Linked DNA regions of Mus musculus: regions 1 and 2 are each linked to region 3. Evidence: chromatin contacts called from public promoter capture Hi-C data. All regions are on one chromosome and are shown on one strand. The core of a region is the stretch at or near the end of the contact, and the rest is flanking DNA. Distances in the headings are between cores, read along the strand shown. Region 1 holds the start of Edf1 (endothelial differentiation-related factor 1). Region 2 holds the start of Ajm1 (apical junction component 1). Region 3 holds the start of Pmpca (peptidase (mitochondrial processing) alpha).

The links. Promoter capture Hi-C pulls out the DNA fragments that hold promoters and counts their contacts.
Region 1: a promoter capture Hi-C map of embryonic stem cells shows a contact between it and region 3, with 3 times the contacts expected there. The contact joins the promoter of Edf1 here to the promoter of Pmpca in region 3. A contact is called at or near these places in 4 of 39 promoter capture datasets (cranial neural crest, embryonic stem cells, hippocampal neurons and 1 more), 1 of 484 Hi-C or Micro-C datasets (embryonic stem cells), 3 of 115 datasets of contacts at active chromatin or transcription factors (microglia, neural tube and pancreatic cancer cells) and 1 of 9 other capture datasets (pancreatic islet).
Region 2: a contact with region 3 is called in a promoter capture Hi-C map of hippocampal neurons, with 4 times the contacts expected there. The contact joins the promoter of Ajm1 here to the promoter of Pmpca in region 3. A contact is called at or near these places in 12 of 39 promoter capture datasets (the 3T3-L1 cell line, 3T3-L1-derived adipocytes, the HPC-7 cell line and 8 more), 1 of 484 Hi-C or Micro-C datasets (B cells), 1 of 115 datasets of contacts at active chromatin or transcription factors (astrocytes) and 1 of 9 other capture datasets (embryonic stem cells).

What each region holds. Positions count from the first base shown.
Region 1 is chr2:25,555,554-25,560,215 of GRCm38.p6, forward strand. It overlaps Edf1 (endothelial differentiation-related factor 1), which reads left to right and starts at 2,294. Exons shown (of 5, transcript NM_021519.2): 1 at 2,294-2,476; 2 at 4,598-4,649. The coding sequence starts at 2,399. Gm35476 (a long non-coding RNA gene) reads right to left here and starts at 1,975. Exons shown (of 4, transcript XR_866044.3): 1 at 1,902-1,975.
Region 2 is chr2:25,577,889-25,582,082 of GRCm38.p6, forward strand. It overlaps Ajm1 (apical junction component 1), which reads right to left and starts at 2,211. Exons shown (of 1, transcript NM_001005424.2): 1 at 1-2,211. The coding sequence starts at 2,009.
Region 3 is chr2:26,387,434-26,392,026 of GRCm38.p6, forward strand. Pmpca (peptidase (mitochondrial processing) alpha) reads left to right here and starts at 1,915. Exons shown (of 13, transcript NM_173180.3): 1 at 1,915-1,999; 2 at 2,503-2,705; 3 at 2,798-2,877; 4 at 3,062-3,144; 5 at 3,651-3,745; 6 at 4,433-4,533. The coding sequence starts at 1,932. It overlaps Entr1 (endosome associated trafficking regulator 1), which reads right to left and starts at 1,883. Exons shown (of 10, transcript NM_026563.3): 1 at 1,716-1,883; 2 at 1,483-1,632; 3 at 1,059-1,127; 4 at 123-238. The coding sequence starts at 1,785.

The DNA.
Region 1 (4,662 bases), core at 1,044-3,543, 830 kb before region 3:
TTTTAAGGGCTGGAGAGATGGCTCGGGGGTTAAGAGCACTGACTGCTCTTCCAGAGGTCCTGAGTTCAAATCCCAGCAACCACATGGAGGCTCACAACCATCTGTAACAAGATCTGGCGCCCTCTTCTGGAGTATCTGAAGACAGCTATAGTGTACTTACATAAAATAAATAAATAAATCTTAAAAAAAAAAAAGATTTATTTTAAAACTTTTTAGCCAGGAGTGGTGGTGCACACCTTTAATTCCAGCCCTCCAGAGGCAGAGGCAGGTGGCTCCCTGTGATCTTTTAGGCCAGCCTGGACTACATATCAAATTCAATCCAGCAAAAGTTACATACTGAGACCCTGTCTCAAAACAAAACAAAACAAAACAAAACAAAAACCCCACAGATTTTAAACCTTTTATTTTCTATTTATGGATACTTGGTCTGCATGTAAATCTATGCACAGCATGTGTTCCGTGTCTGTGGAGGCCAGAAGGCATCTGAGCCCCTGAGATGAATTATAGATGCCTGGGAGCCACCTTGTAGGTGCTGGGAATTAAACTCAAGTCTTCTGGAAGAGCAGTCGGTGCTTTTTACTGCAAAGCCATCACCCCATTTTTTAATTAAAAATAAAATTAAAGTGTGATTTTTTAAAAATTTTATTTTATTTTATTTTTTGGTATCCAGAGTGAAGGTGCATGCTTTTAATCCCACTAGTCAGGAGGTAGAAGCAGGCAGATCTTTATGAGTTCCAGACTAGCCAGTCCACACAGTGAGCCTTTAAACAAACAAACAAACAAACCAACCAAACCAAACCACCACCACCATGTATGTGTGGTGTGTGTGTGGAGTGTGTGTGGTGTGTATTCCATCTTGTTTTAAGTGTATGGGCATTTTGCCTTTACATGTCTGTACACCAACTGTGTGCCTAGTGCCCTCAGAGGCCAGAAGAGGGAATCAATGCCGCTGGAGTTAGAGTTACATCCTGCTGTTCTCAGGTTCTCTGCAAGAGCAGCAAATGCTCTTAGCCACTATGCCTCTATAATCATTTTGTTTTCCTCCCCAAGCAGGGTTCCATGTAGTCCTGGAAGGTCTCAAACTTGCTTTGTAGCTAAAGATAACCTTGACCTTCTGATCCTCATATCTCCACCTGGCAAATACGGGTGTTGCAGAAGTAATTTACATTATTATTATTATTAATTTAATGTATATGAGTACACGGTAGCTGTCTTCAGACACATCAGAAGAAGGCATAGTATTCAAATACAGATGTCAAGAACCACTATGTGGTTGCTGGGACCTCAGGATCTCTGGAAGAGCAGTTCCTGGAGAGAGAGCATCTCTCCAGGCTCCTTTTTTTGGTGTGTGTGTATTTTTGTATTTATAGGGTGTTTTTGTTTGTTTTTTGAGACAGTTTCTCTATGTAGCCTTGGCTGTCCCGGAGCTCGTTTGGTAGACTAGGCTGACCTCGTACCCAAAGATTCTTCTGCCTCGGCCTTCCGAATGCTGGGATTAAAGACCACCACCTCGAGGCTGAGTTGCTTATTTTTAAAGTAATTTTGTTTCTATGTATTCCAAAGAAGCCATCAATGGTTCACATGTTTCTGGCCCCACAAAATTTGCCAGCTGCTGTTTCTCTCCCAGAGAGCACCTCCAAAGGAACTTCGAAGTACTGGTATAATGCCAAGCTACAAGCACAAGAGAACCTGGATTCTATCCTGGGATCTCCTAAGGCGTGGCCTGGAAGACAGGTGTATACCCACTGGTGTGGGGGACGCTGGCCCAGGTTCTCCAGAAGTAAGGTGGTGGAGACCGGCTGGGATCAGTAGGATCCCACTTGTACGGCACCTGTGCTAGCATGGCGTGTGTGTAGGTCTCCAGGGCCCCCTTCTCCGTGCCTCACTCCCCTCGCAGATACCTGTGTTCCCTCTCCGCCCCAGCTCTCTTCCGGGTCCCCACTCTTTTTACTAAGGTTCTTCTCTCTTCTGCACTTTTTTTCTCGGGATCCTCCACTCTCTTCTTCGGTCCTCCCGTCTGCTCTCCATGTCCTCTCCGCTCTTCTCTCCTTTAGGGTCCCTCACTCTCCGCTCCCTTCGATCCCCACACAATTCCCACCCCTGGCGCTCCGCCCTGCGCAGCCACAGGGACACGGGACTGGAACCGTGGCGGCGATCAGGCGTCGCCCTCCACGCGCCGCCCGCGGGCAGCCCCCGCGGGTCCCTAGACTAGCCGGGTGCGGATTGGCCGCAGAGCTCGGGAAGTGCGGGCTCCTGGAACCACCGACCAATGGGAACCAGGGGCGGGACCGAGGCGCTGGCGCCGGAAGCGGGGAGGCGACGAAGGGACGTCGCGTCGCCGCGCCGGGTCTCGAGCAGCTGCCAGAGCCGCCGGACGGATCGCTGCCCCCGCCGCGCCATGGCCGAGAGTGACTGGGACACCGTGACGGTGCTGCGCAAGAAGGGCCCCACGGCCGCACAGGCCAAGTCTAAGCAGGTGCTCAGCCAGCGGGGGGCGGCGGGAAGCTGCCGGGCCGCACGGCGCTCTGCGGTCGCTGGGCCGAGCCGGGGAATCCGGCAGTGGGTGGGGACCCGAACGGATCTTTCGAGGGTGGAGACCTTGGGGGACAACAGGTACTCCTTGGAGATGGAGTACGGGAAAAGACTGGGGTAGAGGGCAGCTGACCTGCGCGAGGCTGGGGCAAAGGTCGGAGCAGGGGGATGGGAATGTGGCCTGGGCTCTGGACTGGGACAGGCCTGGGTGAGGACCTGGATGGAGATGAAAACAGGATTGAGAACAGGTGCAAGTGTGGGTCAGAGAACCTGGCTGGTCACTAAATGTGGGGTGGGCAACGTGGGCATTAGGCGCAGGAAACTTGGGAACCAGGGTAGGGGCAGTCCTGCTGAAGGTTTTGCCCTTACCTGGTATCAGCCTGTGCTGGCATCACTGGTGGCTTCCTGCCCATGATGCCCACCCAGGCGATGTCAGCCTATAAAGAGGGCTGTGTGAGACATTGGTCTGATGTCCTCTCCATAGGTGAACTCTGTGTCCCTGAGCCCTGGATGCTGTGGTTCCCTAAGTGGTACTGACCAGAGCTGGAGTTATTTGCCATAGTTGAAGCCAAGTCCACAGTCCTCTTTTCAGGAGAACTTGGAATCATCCTTAAGTGTGTAGAAAGTCTGAGCATATTACACAGAGACGCTCACATGCCACTCCTCTGAAGCAGGATGTTAATACTCAGTTACTGTGGCCCAGGCATCATCGTTAGTGGTCCTACTTCCCAGGGAGACTACTGAGACTACTGTGGGGTGTGTCATTTCTCATTAGGAACCGTACTGGCCGAAGAAGCCAGGGCAGCATTCCACACCTTTCTGCTTTATAGCAGAGTTTGGAAGAAAACTAGCTCTGTTTCCAATAAAGAACCTGGTCGCCTGTACTGTGTGTGCGCATGCACGTGCTCTGATATTGATTTCTGGGTCTAGTGTATCTAGCACTAAGAAGGCTTGAATCAGCCTTCTGAGGGCTAGGATCACAGTCCTGTGCCACCATACCCAGCTCACACCTGTCTTAGTGTAAAAGTGAGTTGGTTCTTTTAGCAGTAGTTCAATGCATGTTATCTAGATATGTGTGTACAGTGTACCCCTGTTTCTTTGGGGACACATTCTGAGGCTGCTCAGTAGATGCCTGAAACTGAGTTGTGCTGGATCCTGTATGTAGTGTGTGTTCTCCTACTCATATATACCCACCCATGAAGAAGTTTATAGATTAGGCACAGTAAGAAATAGTAATAAGGGTTGGAGAGTTGGCTCTGTGGTGAAGAATACTTGCTGTTCTTACAGACCCAAGGTCAGGTACCAGCATCAACATGGCAGTTCACACCTGCCAGTAACTCCAGGTCTGGTGGACCCCAACACCCGCTTCTGGCTCTATGGGCGCTGTATGCAGACAAATACTCATGTAAGCCAGTCATAAGTAATGGTTGAAAAGAACAGCTGTAACAGTACACTGTAATAGGAGTTGTGCCAGTGTGGTTTCCTGGGGTCCTATATGCACCCTTCTTTTAGGGATGGTGTGAAGTGATAGATTATCTCAATGATATTCTGAAGCCATGCGAATCACCAAGCCGTGATTATGTAGCATCAGGCTCCTCCATCATGATTTCTCGAACATGAAGTCTGTTTTGGTGCCTTGACAGTTATCTGGGATCCAAAAAGGTTGACAGATGGATGAGTAAGAGGCAGGTAGCATACACTGCTGAGACAGCACTGGACAGAGGACAGACACTGGACACTGTCTTAGGTGAGACAGTGGGTACAGTATGAAAGCGCATCACACTTTTCAGAAAATACACAAATTTTAAAATTATGAATTGTTTATTACCTGGAAATTCCCAGGTATGTGTCTGAACTAAAGATGACCATGTGTTTACCAAAAACATGGGAAGTAAAACCAGAGCCAGGCAGGGGACACTCTTATGGTGAGTTTGGTTGGCTTTACCTAGCATTGGGTGGCAGGCTTGTAGATTTAGCACCACATGATCTGTAAACAGCTGCTTAAATTGTGCTCCGTGCTCCCCCAAAGCTCATTTTGATTGAAAACTACTTTTTGGTTTTCTAGGCCATCTTAGCGGCTCAGCGACGAGGAGAAGATGTGGAGACATCCAAGAAATGTAGGTACTCAAG
Region 2 (4,194 bases), core at 961-3,460, 810 kb before region 3:
CAGCGCGCGTTGGAGCAGGTCATCAAGTCATCCTCGTCTGCGCTGGGCTCGGGGGAGGCGTCCGCTGCCTCCCCCGAGCCGGTGGGCTCTTCAGTGCTGCCAGCCGAGGCCGGGGGCGAGCGCGATGGCGCCAGCAGGGTGGCCCCTCCAGGGCCTGCAGCCCGTGAGTCCAGCAGGCGGCGTAGTTGGCGGCCTAAACCTTCGGCGGCAGGCTCCGGGGCCTGGGCTGGCGACCGTGAGTCGATGACCAGGTCAGTGATGAGCTCGTCCAGCTGCTCGAGGCTGCGCTGGCGGCTTGAAGCAGGACCCTCAGGGACCGTGGATACGGGCTGCCGTGGTCGGCCTCCAGGCAATTCCCAGCCCTTGGCAGTCGGGCGATCCACTGAGCGCAGGTCGTTGTCTGTGATGGTAATCTCTGGCGTGACGTACCAGTTGCGGCCCAGGCTCTCTCCCGCGCGGCCCTTCTCTGTCAGCGACGTCTCGGACAGCGACAGTGCTGCATAGCGTCTGGGTGAGGTGGACAAATTCACTACGACTGGTGGACGCCGACCTTCAGGGGATGAACCCCTCGTATCCCGAACCTCGCGTCCCAGGAGGTTCTCATAGCTGCGGCCGCGTCCTAGAGGATCTTCACGACGAGGACCAGGAGCTAGGATGTTGTCCCAGGATCGAGAGTAGTGGCGGCTATCGGTGGCCAGCCGGGGTGGGCTTGTGCCGGTGCCGCCGTGCCACGAGGCCAACAGTGGTCCAGGGGCGGGAGGCGGCATTACCTGAAGGGTGCGGTAAGGCCTCGGACCCCAGTCAGCCCAGGGTGGGCTGCTGCGCGGGTGCGGGTAAGTCCGAGCCAGTACATCGCGTTCTCGGTACCTCCCAAAGTCCTCGGTGTAGAAAGTGCGGGCTCCAGGGTGCGCCCGGGGCTCTTCTGGGACATACCGGGGAACGAAAGGCATACCGTAGGCTCGAGTTGTCTCCCCGTAGTAGGAGCGGGAGGGGGGCTCCTGGATCGGGAAGGTGCGTACTTCGCCAGCATAGTAGCTGCCCCCACGCCTTGGACTGGGTCTAGGGGGTTCTTCGGACAAGTAGGGCCTGGAACAGTAGCCATCAAAGGGAAGGCCGGGGCTTGTGGTAAAGCTGCCTGCGTAGCCCTCTGGCTCCTCGGTGTAGAAGAATTGGGTGGGACCTGGAGGCGTTGTGAAGGGTTGACTGCGGTGCTCCAAGTAGTCCCGGGGCCCAGGCAGTGGCCCGTCACAGTACAGAGTTCTGGGGTCAGTACAGTACAAGTCACTGGGGGTAGGAGTGCGTGACAGGGCCACGTGGCGAGGGCCGGGAACTGTGAGGCCATGGAACTGTGGAGCTGTGCGAGCCCAGGACGTCGTCTCTCTAGGTGCGCAAGATCGCGAGCTTCGGGCGGCGTGCTGCAGCACTGCCTCGTCCGGCTTGATGTCCAAACGGCAGCGGACATGGGGGACAGGTCCAGAGGGTGGTTCCGGTGGTGCGCAGCGGCCTGGGGTGGCGCATAGAGGCGCGATGCGTCCGGGGCCTCCCCGCTGTGGCTGGAGCTTGATGGGGTGCAGCTCATTAGCGAGAGCTCTCAGCGCAGGATACGAGGGCTCCCGGCGCGGCGACCCCTCCACCCGCACTGCACGCTGGGCTTCCCGACCTCTGCGTTGCAGTACGGGCGGCGAAGCTGGAGCAGTCGCCAGGCCTTGGGACGCACGGGGCGCGCTCTTGGAACGGGTGCGGCGCCGAGGCTCGCTGTCTCTGGGTCGGGCGCGCGGTGGCGCAGGTTCAGGAGGTGGCGGCTCTGGGTGTGTCTCCATGGTGGGCTCGTCCAGTGCCTCTAAGAAGTCAAAACTACGGCAGTGGCGCTTGTTGAAAGGCGTGGGCGCAGCAGGCCGGGCCACGGATCGCTCACATGGCTGGCGTTTGGACGTGAGCCCTGGGTCCACCACCTTGATGTCCTGGTACACGGTCGACACCAGCAAGTCCGGCGGGTCCGTGCGGGTCATCTTAAAAGACGTCCCCAGGCTGGCAGCTCCAGTCACACGGCCTTTCGGGGATTTTGCCCTGGGAGGAGATACCGGTCAGGGCAGCCTCCTCTGCACCCCAAGCCCTTTACCCCACCCCACCCCACGTGCTGGTCCGGCTTACCTGGGGCATAGGGGATGGTGCAGCCTTGGCTGCAGGTCATGGTCAAGGCTTCTGGTGCTGCCTCCATGCCTATGTTAGATGTACCTGCAGGAGAAAGCTCACAGTCCATGCGACCTGTGGGGTAGATGGGCCAGGAGAATTTAGGCTACTGTGGACCTTCTTTGTAGAGGGAACTCCTGAGTTAAACCTGCCAGGCATTCTCTCCCCCTACTAGGGTCGGTTGGGCAGGCTTAGGTAGATCAAAGCGGGACGTGATCTCAGCACTACTGCCCTCTGGTGCCTACAGTTGGAACGATGCACTTTTAGATTTCCTTACAGGTAGACCCTCTGATAATGCAGAGTCCCAGGTGAGTCAATGAATGGTTCCTGCCTGCCGACTAGGCTGGGCAGAGAACTCTTCTCCTAGCACTCAAGTCCTTTTTAACTAAGCGTAAGTCCCCTCAACTCGATGAGGTCCTAGGCAGAGGAATGATCCCAGAGTTTTCTTGGGTCTCAAATCCCTCTTCCTTTTGCATAAATCTTGGACCCCAGTTGCTTGAATGAAACCCACCAAGCTTGCTGGAACAGAGAAGGCTACAGCAAGACTCTCCTGCTTTGCAGAATTGCACATGGACCCTTCCCCCACCCCCAGTGTGTGCTAAAGCCAGGTTTAGGCTACAGAACCACGTGGGGCCATGTGAGCCACGAGTTCATGGTGTCCTTCCTCTAAGCTGAAAACTACCACTAGTGTACCAAGCCAGGAGGCTGCTAGCTAGGAGGAGGCAGAGGAGAGGGCGGGAAAGCCCCTCCCCAGGACAGAGTCCTTCCCACTCTGGCTTTGGAAAGCTCCATGGAAACGTGTGGTTGTTCATCCCTGGAGCTATGGGCTGAAAACGATCTAGGCTAATGTTCAGATGTGGGCCACCAGTGTCTGTGGTCTCCAGGGCCTGGAGCTGGCTAGAGAAAGAGGGTTTAAGAAGGCGATCACACACACACACACACACACACACACACACACCCTCCCCCCATAATGCACCTACTCCCAGGACATCTGCTCCAGAGGAAGTTGAGAGTGTGTTGGGGCCTGGCAGGACTTGTAAGTGGATGGGCCTTTCGGGTCTCTAGTCCAGGTGTACAAGGGGCTGTTAGAGGGGTGCTCTTTGGAGTCAGAGCTACTAAGTACCAAGGCTTGTTCCAAACCCAGGTTCATGCCGACCCTATTAAGACCCCTTTCATTCTAAACTCAGTGCCAGGTCAGAGTTTGGGTGAGATGACAGGGTCTGAGGCTCCGCCCCAGGAAGGTGACAGTCGGCTTTGCTGGCTGCAGCTGTCAGGAGCAGTGCACTGTGACACACGCTCCCTTTGGGATGGGGTTGGGGCTTGCTCTTGTATCCTAGGTATTTTGAAGGCCCTTCCCAAATAGCAGTCCTGCTTTGGCCCGTCCTGGAGCAGCCATCAGCAAGAACCTAGTCTGCGTTGCTTGGGGGCGGGGACTCCTCATCCTTCCGTGCAGCCCCCTCCCGTGCCAACAGCTCCACATGCTGGGCAGTTTGGCTTGGCCTCTTACCTGGTGATTACTCCACGAGCCGAGCCCGAGTAGTCTGCATAGCCCAGGTCGGTCCCAGTGTGTACCTGGCCCCGCTATAAATATATATATATATATACATACACCCGGTACCAGCAGAAGCTTGGAGGCAGCAGCTGTGATCCTGGCCTGGCGGCTCAGTACTGCCCCTAGTGGCTACCAATAGAATAGCACTTAAAGGGGCCGCGTTATAAGGTAGGTGTATACTGGGACCACAGACGACCTAGCTCTCATTTTAGGCGGTGTAGAGTGAAGGGTAATGTATAGCATCCCCAAAGCACAAATCTTTCGGTCTGAACAGGGAGTCCCTTGCACCAAGAGAAGCCTGCCAGAAGGATTCCAGGCAGGGTCCTGTAAGGAGCCAGAAACCTTGGCTTGTCTTTAGAGAAACTGGGTTTGGGGAAGTTTCCAGAATACACGTCTGTGGTTGGACCTGGGTGGGAGCAGATGCCCATTGGCCTCTCCTCAGGAACTGTCCT
Region 3 (4,593 bases), core at 665-3,164:
AGTCTCTCTGTCAGCAGCCATATCTGTCCTGCTTTGCTCCCCACACTCAAGTGTCTGCCTCCAAAGCTGTAAGGTACAAGAGATGTCCTTTAAGGCAACCACTGACAGCTTCCCAGATGTACCTTTGGGTAAATTCGGCTGGTGGTCGTGTCTTCTTTTGACAGGCTGAGGTTCTTGGTTTTCAAAAACTCTTTGAAGGAGAATGGATTGGCTTCTTCAAGGTCTTCAAGTTTGTCACCTGAAAAAACGAACACCACAGAAGACTGTGAAAGGGCCCAACATCCTGTGTTACCATCACGTTTCAACTGTAACTCAAAGAACATTACAGAACATGAGAGCTGCCAAAGAGGTTAGAGAATATGCAGGCTCTCACCCTTTGGCCTCCTTGAGACAACCCTTGCCACTTTAAAAGAAACAAAAAATGCTGTGCCAAACAAAGGTCAAGTCCAGGGGTCCACCCACATTCAGGTAACTGATCTACCTCTGAGTCATATGCCCAGTTCCCCAGTAAAGCCTGTAGGTTGCTGAGGCTGACTTCACTCCACCCCCCTACACATACTACCCCCTGTGCGCACACACAAACACACAACACAGTGGGCTGAAGGCTACTGTAGGCGATTCAAAGCTGCTGAGATGCCACAGTGCATCTCAGGAACTGCTCTATGCCATCCCTTCCTCTGACCTTCTCTCCAACTACCCTAGTTGACCAGCCTCTACCTCCACACCTATCAGACTCAGTTGCTTATGTGGGTCTCATAACACCTACATCTTATGTCGCTTTTTTCTTTTTCTTGGTTTTTCAAGACAGGGTTTCTCTGTGTAGCCCTGGCTGTCCTGGAACTCACTCTGTAGACCAGGCTGACCTCGAACTCAGAAATCCGCCTACCTCTGCCTCCCAAGTGCTGGGATTAAAGGCGTGCGCCACCACTGCCCGGCTCCACTGCTCTTTTGGGCTCCAGGTATATACCCCTTAAACCCTGTCATCCTGAAAGCCCATGGCCAGACCCCTGCCAGGCACTGAGTCTAAGAGGGAAAGAAGACCCACTGAGCTACTCTACCTCCAAAGCGCGTCTCAGGGGCTCCCGAAGGACCTTGGTTAGTACATTTCCCCTTTCCATAGCCAAAACCTGCAAAAAGACATGGTCAGCTCACCGTGATCACAGCAAGCCTTATGACTGCAGCGTTTGTCCAGGGAGGTGAAGACCGCAGACGCCTGACTCCCACTGAGTCTGGGACTAGAAAGCTGTCTTCTGAGGCTGGATGCGGTAAACTACACATCCCTGCGCGCTCTAAGAGCAGCTGCAGGTGGAACGCAGACCCGCTAGGTCCAGCCCCTGGCCTTGCCCAAGCCGGTGGGCTTAAGTGGCCTCCGAGCTCCACCAGGCACTACCTTCCTGCCTTGAGGCGGGCGGGCGGGCTGTGGGGAGGGCTCCCCGCGCTGCCCAGCTCCGCACTGTGGCCGGCGCCCCGACCGACTCTCACCTGTGTCTCCTACCGAAGCCAGCACCGGGCTGGGCACATAGCACATAAACGTCGGCCGAAAGCCGAAGAGATGGGGGTGCAGGTCCCCGCCATGGGGGCGCTCACAGTCTAGCTGGGGGAGACAAGACCGGCGCTCATAGAACGCAGGAGCTGTAAGCGACAACGAGAGCGGCTTCACCGCGGGCCGCCGCCGCCCGCGCCCCCCGGCCCTGCCCCAGCCGCGCGCCGCTCACCGTCGGGAACCACAAGGCTCCGCGTCCGCGATAGAGGGGGCGCGCCCTGCCGCCGCGCGTAGCCCGACATCGCCGCGCCCTAACCCGGCCGCGGCCCCATGGCCCGCAAGGCAGTCGCCGGCCCCTGCCTCATCCGGCTCGGCGGGCCGGAAGCCAGCGCCGAACGCCGCGGGGCGGGGTCGGAAGCGGAAGTGACCGCAGAAGCGCGGCGGCGCGATGGCGACGGCAGTGTGGGCGGCTGCGCGGCTGCTTCGGGGATCTGCGGTGCTGTGCGCGCGGCCCAGGTGAGCCGAGGCCTGTCTCGGTGCGAGGAAGGGAGGACTCGGGGGAGTTGGTACCGGGGGGAACTGGAAGAGAAGAATGGGCCTCTGGATCAGAGCACAGGCGCCTTGGGCCTGGAGAAGGAGCTGGGGACTGGAACCTGGTTGGGAGTGGTCGGCAGAGTCCCTCGGCTGGAGCCTTTAGACCAAAGCGAAGCCCTGAGGGGCCGGGCTTGCCCAGGCCCATATGCACAGGAACTCGTTTCTCACGCAGCCTGCTGATCAGAGTGGACAGTGAAGCCCCAAAGACCGGGGTCGAAGAGATGGCTCAGTAGTTAGGCCTACTGACTGCTTCCCCTGGGTTTGGCTACCAGCGCCCATTTGGTGGCTCACAACCATCTATCTATAACTCCACTATCCAGGGGATCCAAAGCCCTCTTCTGACCTCCATGGACAACGGGCATGCCTGTGATGAACATACATCCGTGACATAAAATAAGACTAAATATTTTGCTGCTCTGCTGTAGGTTTGGATCTCCTGCACACAGACGGTTCAGCAGTGGTGCCACCTACCCCAACATCCCCCTCTCTTCTCCCTTGCCTGGAGTACCCAAGCCTATTTTTGCAACAGTTGATGGACAGGAAAAGTTTGAAACCAAAGTTACCACTCTGGACAATGGGCTTCGTGTGGCATCTCAAAATAAGTTTGGACAATTCTGTACCGTAGGAAGTAAGTTCTATTGGCCATTGTTTTGAAAACTTTCTGTTGATTAAATGTTTTGAATATTTGGCTTAACCTGTCCATTTTCTTTTTATTACCAGTTCTTATTAATTCAGGATCACGATATGAAGCGAAATATCTTAGTGGAATAGCTCATTTTTTGGAAAAATTGGCATTTTCGGTCAGTGTCTAATTTGTAATTTTTATAAGTTTTCAGTTTTCCTTTTTAAGAACTTGTATTAGTTAAGGATCTGAATATGAAGTTGGTGCTCACAAAAGACTTCTGACATGATTTTGTGTGTTTGAAAGCAAATGTACACTTAATGGATTTTGGGTTATTTACTTAAGCTTAATTATTTTTATAGTCCACTGCTCGATTTGACAGCAAAGACGAAATCCTGCTTACGCTGGAAAAACATGGTGGTATCTGTGACTGCCAGACCTCAAGGTATTTCATGTCCATCTGTCCTCCTCATCATGTCCTCCTCATCCTTGGTCAGAGTCTCTTAGAGTCTCTCTGAAAATCCACAGCATGCCTGATGTTGGGGACAGAAAGCATTCCATACTAGTTTCTTCTCTGACATCCTTTGACCTTTAATTGTCCAGGCCTTTACCTGGGAAGAATGCTAAGCTAAACAGGCAGGCTGCTGCTGGCTATCTGAAGCTGGGCATGTGTCCATGTGAAACCAGTCTTCATTTAGACCAGCTGGTTATTTGTCCAGGCCTAGGAAGCCCTGAGTGAGAGACTTCCTCTGTGAAGAGAGGAGAACCAGTTTCCTCTGGTTCCAAAGTATCTCATGGAGAGCTTCACTGTGGGCAGTTGTGGCTCCCAGAAGGCCTTCACACCCAAGAAAGAGGTAGTGGTAGTGTCTTTGCTGGCATGAAGGGCCTCAGTGACTGAGTTGTTATCTGGTGTAAACCATGCACCTGCTATTGTGGCTTATTTCCTTTCAGAGACACCACCATGTATGCTGTGTCTGCTGACAGCAAAGGCTTGGACACTGTGGTGGATCTGTTGGCTGATGTGGTTCTGCACCCCCGACTGACAGGTGTGGCTCTGAGGCTGGGTGGTCAGGAGGAGCTTTGGAAGGGCTATAACTTCCTGTGGGGAGGCACTGTTAGAGCCGGGCACTCATGTGCCAATCATTGGAGAGTGCCAGTGCTGAAACAAGCCTGCAGTGTTCTACACAATGTTTCATCCTTTAATATATCTAAACGAGACCTTAAAGGGTTTACTAAAGTTCTGCTCAGAAATGTCCCTCATCCCGTGTGTAAGCATGAATGCCATGCCTACAGAAGTTTCTCTTGCCTGGTCTCCTTTATCCTCCGAGTCTTTGAGTCCTGTTAGGATGGGAGAGGGCGCAGCAGCTAGCCCTGCCAGCTGCTTTTTGCCCAGTTTCACAGCAGCCTGGCCGCATGTCTCCAGCGGAGGAATGGAGCCCTGACTCAGGGGGTGTCTGGTTCCTAAGTGTTACCACAGCCACCTTGTGTCCTCACAGGTGTGTTTTGGAACAGACAGCAGGTGAAGCAGCAGAGCTTGGAGCAGGTCCAAAGGTCTGCAGAACAGAAAAAGACAAGAGGCCGGGGGCCCTAATTTTCATCTGGCCTCCTCCCTTGCAGGTGCTCCAGAGCTTTTGCTAGCACGATAGCAAGCACCTAGCCAGGCCCGGCTGCTCAGGTCAGTGCTGTCTTCTTCCTTGCTGGTTCAGGCCAAACCCTTGTCTGGACTCTTGCAGATGAAGAAATTGAGATGACGAGGATGGCTGTGCAGTTTGAACTAGAGGACCTGAACATGAGACCTGACCCAGAGCCACTGCTCACCGAGATGATTCATGAAGTAAAACCTCTCCCTGCTGTTGGCCTTGCGGGTGGTTAGGGTCACAGAACAGGCTTAGCT